3 separate regions of the Mus musculus genome follow, and all the other regions are linked to region 2. Evidence: chromatin contacts called from public HiChIP or PLAC-seq and promoter capture Hi-C data. All regions are on one chromosome and are shown on one strand. The core of a region is the stretch at or near the end of the contact, and the rest is flanking DNA. Distances in the headings are between cores, read along the strand shown. Region 1 has its middle 41 kb from the start of Gm36819. Region 2 holds the start of Sqle (squalene epoxidase). Region 3 overlaps Fer1l6 (fer-1-like 6 (C. elegans)).

Region 1 (3,001 bases), core at 458-2,957, 550 kb after region 2:
GAGGACATCTCCAGTGGATAGGCATGACACCCAGTCAAGGGACGGGGCCACCCACCCATCTCAAAGTTTTTAACCCAGAAATGTTCCTGTCCAAAGGAAAGACAGGGCCAAAAAAAACCAAAACAAAACAAAAAAACAAAACAAACAAAACAAACCAAACAAACAAACAAAAAAACCCCAACCCAACCCAAACCAAACCAAAAAACCAAAAAAACCCAAAAAACCAAAAAGCCAAAAATGGAACAGACACTGAAGAAAGGGCCATCTGGGGACTACCCCATGAGGGGATCCATCCTGTCTGCAGACACCAAGCTCAAGACACTGTTGCTGGTGCCAAGAGGCACTTGTTTGACAGGAGCCTGGTGTGGCTGTTCCCTGGGAGGTTCAGCCAAGAACTGGCCAATGCAGAAGTGGATGCTTGGAACCAACCATCAGACTGAGCCAACCACTGAGCTGTCCCAGTGAGTTTGCTGGTGGAAGGACTGGAGGGGTGGAGAGGGATTGCAACCCCATAGGAAGAAGAGTGTTGGCTGGCTGGACCACCCAGTAATCCCAGGGACTAGACCACCAGCCAAGGAGTGTACAGGGAGGGATCCATGACTCCAGATACATATGTAACAGAGGATGGCCTTGTCTGACATCAATGGGCGGGGAGGCCCTTGGGCCTGTGGAAGTTTGATGTTCCAGCATAGGGGAATGCTGGAGTGGTCGGGCAAGAGTAGGTGAGGAGCACCCTCATAGAGGCAAAGGAGAGGCAGGAGAGGGTGGATGTGGGAGGGGCATTTGTGGAGGGGTAGCTGGGAAGTGGGATATCATTTGAAATGCAGACAAATAGAATAATTAATAAAAATAAAAAGACTTGAGTATTCACAGAAATGACCCTGGAAAATCCATGGATCCCAATGGATTAACAAGGTAGGTGCTTCACAGGGTCAAGAACTAATTATTGATGCCTTTATAATGTCGTTCTATTGTGAAGGTGAGAAAGCTTCTCCATCTTGTCCCAGCTGAAGCCATCTTTGGCTCCCTCACCCCCTGCTATTAGAAGTCCCGTGGGAAAGCACCCAACCTTGTTTTAGAAACTCGGGGTTGAAATGCCCTAGCTAACGGCATGCTCTTGACTCTTGGTAAACTGCTTGTTAAACTTGCTTCCCTGCTGGCAAACCAGGATATAGTTTTTCTGTGTTCTTTAATTTTGAAAGCTCCCTGCAATGCGCTTTCAGGGCTGCCTTTTGGGAAGCGTTTCTCTTCAGGCCGTCCCCAGCCTGCTCAATACAGACTCCCAATTCAAATTTTGGTCATGCCGGGTGAGTGGTCCTTGGGTCTTTACCAGGTAACACTATTACTAAAATACCATTGAACAGCGACTGTACCAGTAATAGCTGTGTTAGTAGCAGTGCTTGTCACATGATGAGAATTGGGTAAGCCAGGGGCTATGGCTGGTGAGACTAAGTGGTAAACTCTACATTCCGTTGCTAACATCCCTTCATTCTCGGTGGCTGAACAGTTACTTAAGCTTTGATGCGAATCGTGTTGTTATGGGGAGCGTGTCTTCTCAACAAACAGCGACTTGAGGACCCTTCCATTTTGTGAACGTCGTTAACTAAGGAGCTGTTGAAGTCATCGTGGAAGGGGAAGAGAGAGTGTGGCAATAGGTCAGAGGCTGTGACAGCACCCATCGGTCAGCATCCTACTGAACTAACTGCAAGGGAGATCCAGAGATGTGGTCTCGCGTGCTTGGGGAAAAGAGGAAACAGGCTTGGGGAGCGTCTAGAAGCTTCTGCCATTGTGCAAGCAGTAGAGGGAGATTGTACGCTTGGAAGTCTAACTGGAAGTCATAGACTGGAGGGGCGTGCTGGCAAACAGGGTGGAAATCAGGGGAGGTAGTTAGCCGGTACCAGCCAAAGCTAATCTCAGGTCAGCAGTGCAGTGTTTGTGCTCTTAGCTCTCTCATCCTTGGGGGTTGCGCTGCTTACACTGAGAAGGCATCTGAGAATCTGACAATTGGTAAAGGGCTAGAGGCAGACATTTATAAGAAAGGAAATAACTTGAGAGAAAACGTGTGGATAGTGCGGACCACCGCAGTTAAGAACTCTTTTTTCCCCCCGCGTAGCCCTATTTGTCTCCCCCTGGTGGCCATTATAAGCAACCATAGTTCCCTTCCCGGAGCTTAGCTGCTTGAGCAAGATCAAGTTATTCATCTCCTCAGTCACCCGAGCATCCTTGATGTCAGACTCCCAGCAGTTGACAGTTCTAACAGCAGCTCTTGGTGATGGTTTCTGAGGAGCAACAGTGATGTAAAAACCCAGCATAGAAACTCAGGAGACTCATTTGACTGCCTTCTGTCCATCTAGAGCAGTGGTTCTCACCCTTCCTAGTGCTGTGACCGTCAATTCAGCTCCTCATGTTGTGCTGATCCCAACCACAACATTATTTGTGTCGCTACTTTGTAGCTGTAATTTTCTACTGTTATGACTTGTAATGTGCAGGATATCTGGTGTGCGACCCCTGTGAAAGGGATGTTCGGTCCCCACAGGGCTTGCCACCCATAGGTTGAGAACTACTGATCTAAATTTTTCAGAATTCAGAACTTTTCCTTCAGTGACGCTGACAGATGCCCTTCACCTTTCTGTGTGATTTTTTTGGGGGGGGGGGAACAAATCATCTAAGGATGGAGACGTTTGCACTTTCTAGGTGCCTTTGTTGACGCCCCACAACCTTAATCACCTCATCATATGGGTGTGCACTAAAACAGGGAGGCCAAGTTTTCAGATGAGGAAACTGAGGTCCAGAGAGCCTATGTGACTTGTTGAAGGTGCCATTGCTCTTAACGTGTCAGAGCTTGTGCTAGTGCGATGGCCACAAGACGCTTTCTTTCTTCACACGGTGTTGTACCAATCATAACCACAGCTGTGAGGGAGGTGTTTTAAGGTCCTCTCAGCCATTCTGGCCCAGATGGCCTATGGTGTTCACACTAGTGATCTCTGGTGTGGTGGAGAAA
Region 2 (3,069 bases), core at 402-2,901:
CTGTTTTTCAATGTGGACAGTCTTTTCCCTGAGTTAATTCCGTGTTTTACCTTCGGACACAATTCCTTAGCTTCAGGAGTGACAGTTTTAGTTTGCCTCTTTGTATGCCTGACATGTGGAACTGACCACCAAGATCTCATCCTATGTTCTGTGCAAATGCTGCTTTTTGAGAGTATTAGATACATCTCATTTTCTCCTACTAGTGCCCAAAGGTGGGAGACATTTGGCAAGGTTAAGACTCATTTAAGTTGCCTAGAATTTCAGCTTATTGTTGGTTGGACTTAGGAACATGGAGAGACCCTCATTAGGAATGTGGTGTTAGGGCCAGAGAGATGACTCAGCTGTTAAGAGCAATGGCTTCTATGAGAGGTCCACAGTTCAAGTCCTAGTGCTCGAATGGCTGCTTACAACTGTTACTGTAGTCCCATGGGATCCAGTGCCTTCTTCTAAAGTGCAGCCATACATGTAGACAAAATACATAAGTAAACAAATCGAAAGGAAGGAAGAAATGTGGAGCTAGATAGAGTTGGCTGTGCCTGCTGCAAAGGGTTGGTAGGATACAGTTCTGTGAGACTTACTTCTTTCATTATTAAAGGATAAACGGGTTAAACAACTGTACCTGTTTGAATGACTTAAAAAAAAATCGCAGAAACTAATAAAGATATCTGAGAAGTGTTTAGGGTGAGACCTAAACCATAGATAACTAAGAACTCAACGAAAGCTTGATAATTAAATGGTACTGTCGAGTCTGAAATTCGGTTACATGACAGTAGCTGTGGATAGTATAAAATGATGTTGTTAGTCTCATGAACGACGGCAGATAAACTGCTCGGTTACTTCTGTAACAGAAAGGTAATGCCATTCTTGCAAGACTGCTGTAAGGGTTGAATGAATGTTTGCAACGCTCTGGCATAGTGCTTAAAACATAAAATGATCTTATTAAACAGTTTTGGGATTGCTGTTGATTAGGACATTTTTTTTTTTTTTCCTTTCTCATTCTTTCTTTAACCCGAGAAGGATTTCACTGTGTATCTCTGACTGGTCTGGAACACGCTATGCAGATCAAGCTGGCCTCAAACTCACAGAGATCCTCTTGCATCCCGAGTTCTGGGATTAAAGGCGTGATCCATCTCCACCTACTGACTTCTCTCATTTTCTTTAGTCCTCGTCCACTAATTATGGCAGGTTCGCCGGCGTGTCACGTCCTCCTCGCCTTTCTAGCCCGTGATCATCCAGTCCGCCCGGATGACTCCTGTAGCTCTCTTGCGTTTGAGCCACCAGGAGCCACCAAGAGTTCCTCCAGAGCGAGCTCCACCCTCCGCAGGTGGGGCCTGAGGACCCCGCGGCGGCCAGGCCGAGCGGGCACCGCCCCATTCACCCACCGGCCCCGCGCCCACCCCACGCACCCGCCCCGCACCACGCAACATCGCCCTAGCGCCTCTGCGACTGGCGCCGCGCGGAGTGCGCCGCCCGCCATTGGACAAACGCTCTATAGCGCCATCTCAGCCTACCGCGCGGTGCGCGCTCTCATTGGTTCGGACGGCGTGGGAGGCGGGGTCCGCTCAAGGGGCGGTGCCGGGCCGGAGCCCCGCCTCCCGGTCCCTGGGCTGGGCCGAGCCCGCCGGGCGGCTGAAGCGCGTGGGGCCGGGTTGCGAGCGGGGCGCGCAGCGGTTACTCTGGTTACTGTCCGCGAGGGATGCTGGGGACCCGGCGGGCAGGAGCCTTCGCCTCGCTCTGAAGGACGCTCATCCGAGACAGCCATTCACTCTCGAGGAAGGCAAGTGTCGGTCGGACAGGTTCCCGGCCGTGACTTCGGGGCTTGCTTGAGGAGGAATCTCCAAGGGAGGGCTGAGCTGCCAGGCTGCCGCCGCGCTTCGGGACGCCGTGGCCATCTTTTGTTGGAGAAGGCTGCCGGGGCAGTGTTGCTAAGGGCAGCTTTCCCAGCACCCAGATCCTTCTACGCTCCCGACTCCTTCCTACCGAGCACCTGCTGCTGGTGACAAAAGACCGTTTACAGCCAGGCGAGCGGACATCGAAGTATACAGCCACATTCGCACCCCTCAGCCCAATAGAGAGGCCCGTGTCCATCAGTTGGCTGAATGAAGAAGTGTGTAATCAGGAGCCGTTGGGGTAGGCAGGCTTTAAATGCTGCCTTTTAAGATCTGGACAACTTAAGATACATTTGCACTCTCAATGATTTCAAAAATTGATCACATCTGACTCGTGATCCTGAAACTATTTATTGGAAGAAGTTCGACCGGTTGCCCCGAACCCCTTTGAGAACTACATTTTGGGGACATTTTAATCACTGAAGACCTTCCGAGGAAAAAAGACCCCCCCAAGAGACCCCCAAAACACAAAATCCTCAGCCTTGGCTGGTGCCACCAAAGAAGCCTTTTGAGCCATGTGGACTTTTCTTGGCATTGCTACCTTCACCTATTTTTATAAGAAATGCGGGGATGTCACCCTGGCCAACAAGGAGCTCCTGCTGTGCGTGCTGGTGTTCCTGTCGCTGGGCCTGGTGCTCTCCTACCGCTGTCGCCATCGACACGGGGGCCTCCTTGGCCGCCATCAGAGCGGCGCCCAGTTCGCTGCCTTCTCGGATATTCTCTCTGCTTTGCCTCTTATTGGCTTCTTCTGGGCCAAGTCACCTGAATCAGAAAAGAAAGAACAGCTGGAGTCCAAGAAGGTATGCCTGATGCCACAGTGGGCAAATGAATGGGATCGTATTTTAAACTTCAGATCGAGGTCACTGAAGTTTATGGTTTCTTTAAAAGTCACGAAAGTGGTGGCTTAGAAGCGTCAGTGTTCTCATTTGATTGCGTTTCTTAAAGTTCTGGACTGTGTTGTGGCTGTGCTCTTAGGGAAGATGAAAAGCATTTGTTGTGTGAACCTCAGGGATTGGGTGTTGATTTTGGTAGGAAATGTTAGAATTTCATTTGGGAGACAGACTCACTGTGGCTTTTAATTTAAAATCCCTGGGTAAGGATGATTTTTGTTCCTGACAAGGGAGAATTTGTGTGGCAGGTAAGGCTACTTATAAATGTGATGGCAGACAGTGGAAAGTGA
Region 3 (2,943 bases), core at 117-2,616, 740 kb before region 2:
TTATCAAGTCTCCATGGCGAATTTTGGTAGGCGGTATACACTAAGCTGTTAAAAGCGGGGATAACTCAGAAAGCCAAAGTATTTTGCTGCTAAGCCCGATCACCTGACTTTGGTCTTTGGGATGCACAGGTGGAAGGAGAGATCCCAGCACCTGCATGTTGTCCTCCGACTGCCACACTTACTCATAGATATATGTACCCACACAAAATAATGTGATAAAATTAAAATAGGTAAAAAAAAATGGCTATAAATAAAATTAAAAATAAATTAATAAAATTAAAACCTTCAGAGGATTTTTTTTCCTTAACCATCTTTGTTGACTTGCAACTTGTGTACGTTTTATGAACAGGAAAATAAGAATTCTTGACTTTGTCAATCAGTTTTCTTGTTCTCCATGGGTTGTTCTTTCTGTCTTTATCTTGAGATCTTAGCTCCTTGCTGTGAGAGGGTGTGGGTATGCCAAGCTGACTGATCCTAGCTCCTTGCTGTGAGAGAATGTGGGGTATGCTAAGCTGACTGATCCCACTCACTGACATTCAGCCCATTGCTCTTGTCTCTGAAGGTAACTTTGGGAACCTGATTGATGGAGGGTCTCATCATGGAAGTAAGAAAAAATCGACTGAGCTGACTGAAGAGGACGTCCTTCCTTTGCTGCACGAAGGAGAAAAAGATGTGGCCCAGGACAGTGCCATTTCCATGGCCTCCACCACTCACCCAGAGAAGCCTCTGGTGACAGACGGGAACAGGTAGGAGGAGACAGGGCAGGTGAGAGCAAAGTTTCTGCTGGGTGACAATTTTTGCCAATTCCTGGGACGGTTTCATCCAGCTTTCAGTAAGATAAGAAACACAAATTCATCTCAGTGCTGGAACCAGCTGCAAACAGGAAAAGCATTGTAACTACCACTCTAGTAAGTCCTTAGCCCCCCCCCCCCCCAGAGACACGCCCAGGGAATTCATCTAAAGGCAGAGCAGCCATGATGCTCTGTTAGACCTGAGAGAAAACTATTTCCACAAGTGTCAGGTTAAAGCAGTCCAGACATTTCCCTAGGAACTGACTTCCCAGTCTGTCTCCTTGGCCACTGCTCCTCTTTCCAGATCGGGCAGATTAGATGTCCCCATCTGGGCAGCTTGTCACCAGACTCATTTGTTTCCCAGCTTGCCACCTCTAGACAGATCCCTCCACTCCCAGTCTTCCAACCCACTGTTGGAGATTGTCAGTTGTTTTCTTCCATATTTTAAAGATTTCTTTTATTTTAAGTTATATGCATATGTGGGGGTGGGAGTGGGGGTGGGGGAGCTATGTTCATGCGTGAGTGTGCCTGCTGAATCCAGGATAGTGTGTCAGATCCCCTGTAGCAGGAGTGATGGCTGTGAGTCACCCCACAGGGATGCTTGGAATAGAGCTCTGGTTCTCTGTATAGTGGTACACCCTCATAACTGCTGAGCTATCTCTCCAGCCCCAGGTCTACTTTTCCTTCCTGTCCAAAGCCAGTAAGTGACAAGTTCTGGCCAGTATAAATCTTAGGTATTTTTTGTGTCCTTAATTCTGGCCTTGTATGTCTTGTTACTAAGAGAAAAATACCTGATAAAAGCAACTAGAGGCACAAGGTTTATTTCCCCTTATATTTCGTGGAGATACAGTCCACCATGATGAAGCAGGATTGGAAGCTGGTCGCATCATGTTTACTGTCAGGTAGGAGAGAGAGAGGACAGGAAGGGAGTCAAGCAATAAATCCAGTGACCACTTCCTTCAGTGAGGTTCTGCCTCCCAAAAGGTCTCCAACCTTCCTAAACAGTGCAGGTATCTGGTGACCATGTGTTCAAATACACATACACACACATGCACAGACACATATACACATGCACATACACACACACAGATACCCACATGCACACACAGACCCATAGCATATACATATACACACATGCACACACAGACCCATAGCATATACAGACATGCACACACAGACCCATAGCACATACATATACACACACATATACACACATGCACACACACACACACCACCACCACATTCCTGGGGGCTCCACATCTTTGCTGCTTGGCTATACCTCTTAGTCCTTCCTAGCCAAACAAGGCACCAGTGCCTGGTAAGAATAAGTATTGAATGGATGAGTGGACAAACGGATAAAAGAATGGTATCAAGCTACCAAGTACTGATTTAGATTGGTATATATGCCTTTATCCCCATTGGTCATATAATTTACTTTTCTCCAAAAAATTTTACTCTCATCTGTTATACCAGCAGGTCAATACAATGTGCTCAGAATGCACATATTTAAAAAGGAATCTTGCTCTTTTTTCTTTATCAACTTAAGTCTTCATTGAGGAAGGTTTTTTTCCAACATACTCTACACACTAATGGTAATTTTAAAACTTTGTCCTATGTCTGGGGGGAACTCCTTTTGTTTGTTTGGTTGGTTTTATTTTGAGAGTTTCAAATGCAGCCCAGGCTGTCCTTGAATTTACTTTGTTGCTGAGGATGGCTTTGAATTCTCCTCCTGCCTCTCATTTCAAGTGCTAGAATCAGATGTGTGTCGCCATCTTGATTTATTGGTAACTCTTAATCATTTCCATGGTAACCACATAACCGGCGTTCACTGTTCACAGGTCTCCAATTATAGACTAAGGATGGGATTAGTAGTTTTATCATACCCTCTCTTCTGCAGCCCTACAGAACACATGAAACGTGAACAAATCGGAATTCCTTGAAAACCACTCCTTATCTACTGACTTCTGCACCCAATGTACCTTTTACAGAAATTACAACTATTTGCCCTTTGGTGCCAAGAAGCCCTGTGTCTCCTTCATCAGTTCCTGGGGAGACCAGACATTCAGACTGCACTGGTCCAACATGCTGGAAAAAATGGCTGACCTCTTGGTAGGTGGCTTCATAGATAGAATGGGAAACTGGGGACAAAGAT

Evidence for each region. Promoter capture Hi-C pulls out the DNA fragments that hold promoters and counts their contacts. HiChIP or PLAC-seq counts read pairs in DNA pulled down with a chosen protein or histone mark.
Region 1: a contact with region 2 is called in a promoter capture Hi-C map of neutrophils, with 4 times the contacts expected there. The contact joins the enhancer-like site here to the promoter of Sqle in region 2. A contact is called at or near these places in 2 of 39 promoter capture datasets (neutrophils and pre-B cells), 3 of 115 datasets of contacts at active chromatin or transcription factors (bone marrow-derived macrophages, large pre-B cells and pro-B cells) and 1 of 9 other capture datasets (pancreatic islet).
Region 3: a CTCF HiChIP or PLAC-seq map of the NIH/3T3 cell line shows a contact between it and region 2, with 5 read pairs. The contact joins the enhancer-like site here to the promoter of Sqle in region 2.

The regions. Positions count from the first base shown.
Region 1 is chr15:59,863,159-59,866,159 of GRCm38.p6, forward strand. No RefSeq gene overlaps it. Among named protein-coding and RNA genes, the nearest start is that of Gm36819, 41 kb to the left of the region's middle. Within about 2 kb of position 1,708, at least 47 of the 459 cell types and tissues checked have an H3K27ac peak or open chromatin away from gene starts, as enhancers often do. A contact at or near this core is called in bone marrow-derived macrophages and neutrophils, where this site is marked.
Region 2 is chr15:59,313,441-59,316,509 of GRCm38.p6, forward strand. It overlaps Sqle (squalene epoxidase), which reads left to right and starts at 1,652. Exons shown (of 11, transcript NM_009270.3): 1 at 1,652-2,689. The coding sequence starts at 2,405.
Region 3 is chr15:58,570,810-58,573,752 of GRCm38.p6, forward strand. It overlaps Fer1l6 (fer-1-like 6 (C. elegans)), which reads left to right. Exons shown (of 41, transcript NM_001370912.1): 13 at 563-746; 14 at 2,780-2,900. Among named protein-coding and RNA genes, the nearest start is that of Gm36451, 25 kb to the right of the region's middle. Within about 2 kb of position 1,367, at least 15 of the 459 cell types and tissues checked have an H3K27ac peak or open chromatin away from gene starts, as enhancers often do. A contact at or near this core is called in the NIH/3T3 cell line, where this site is marked.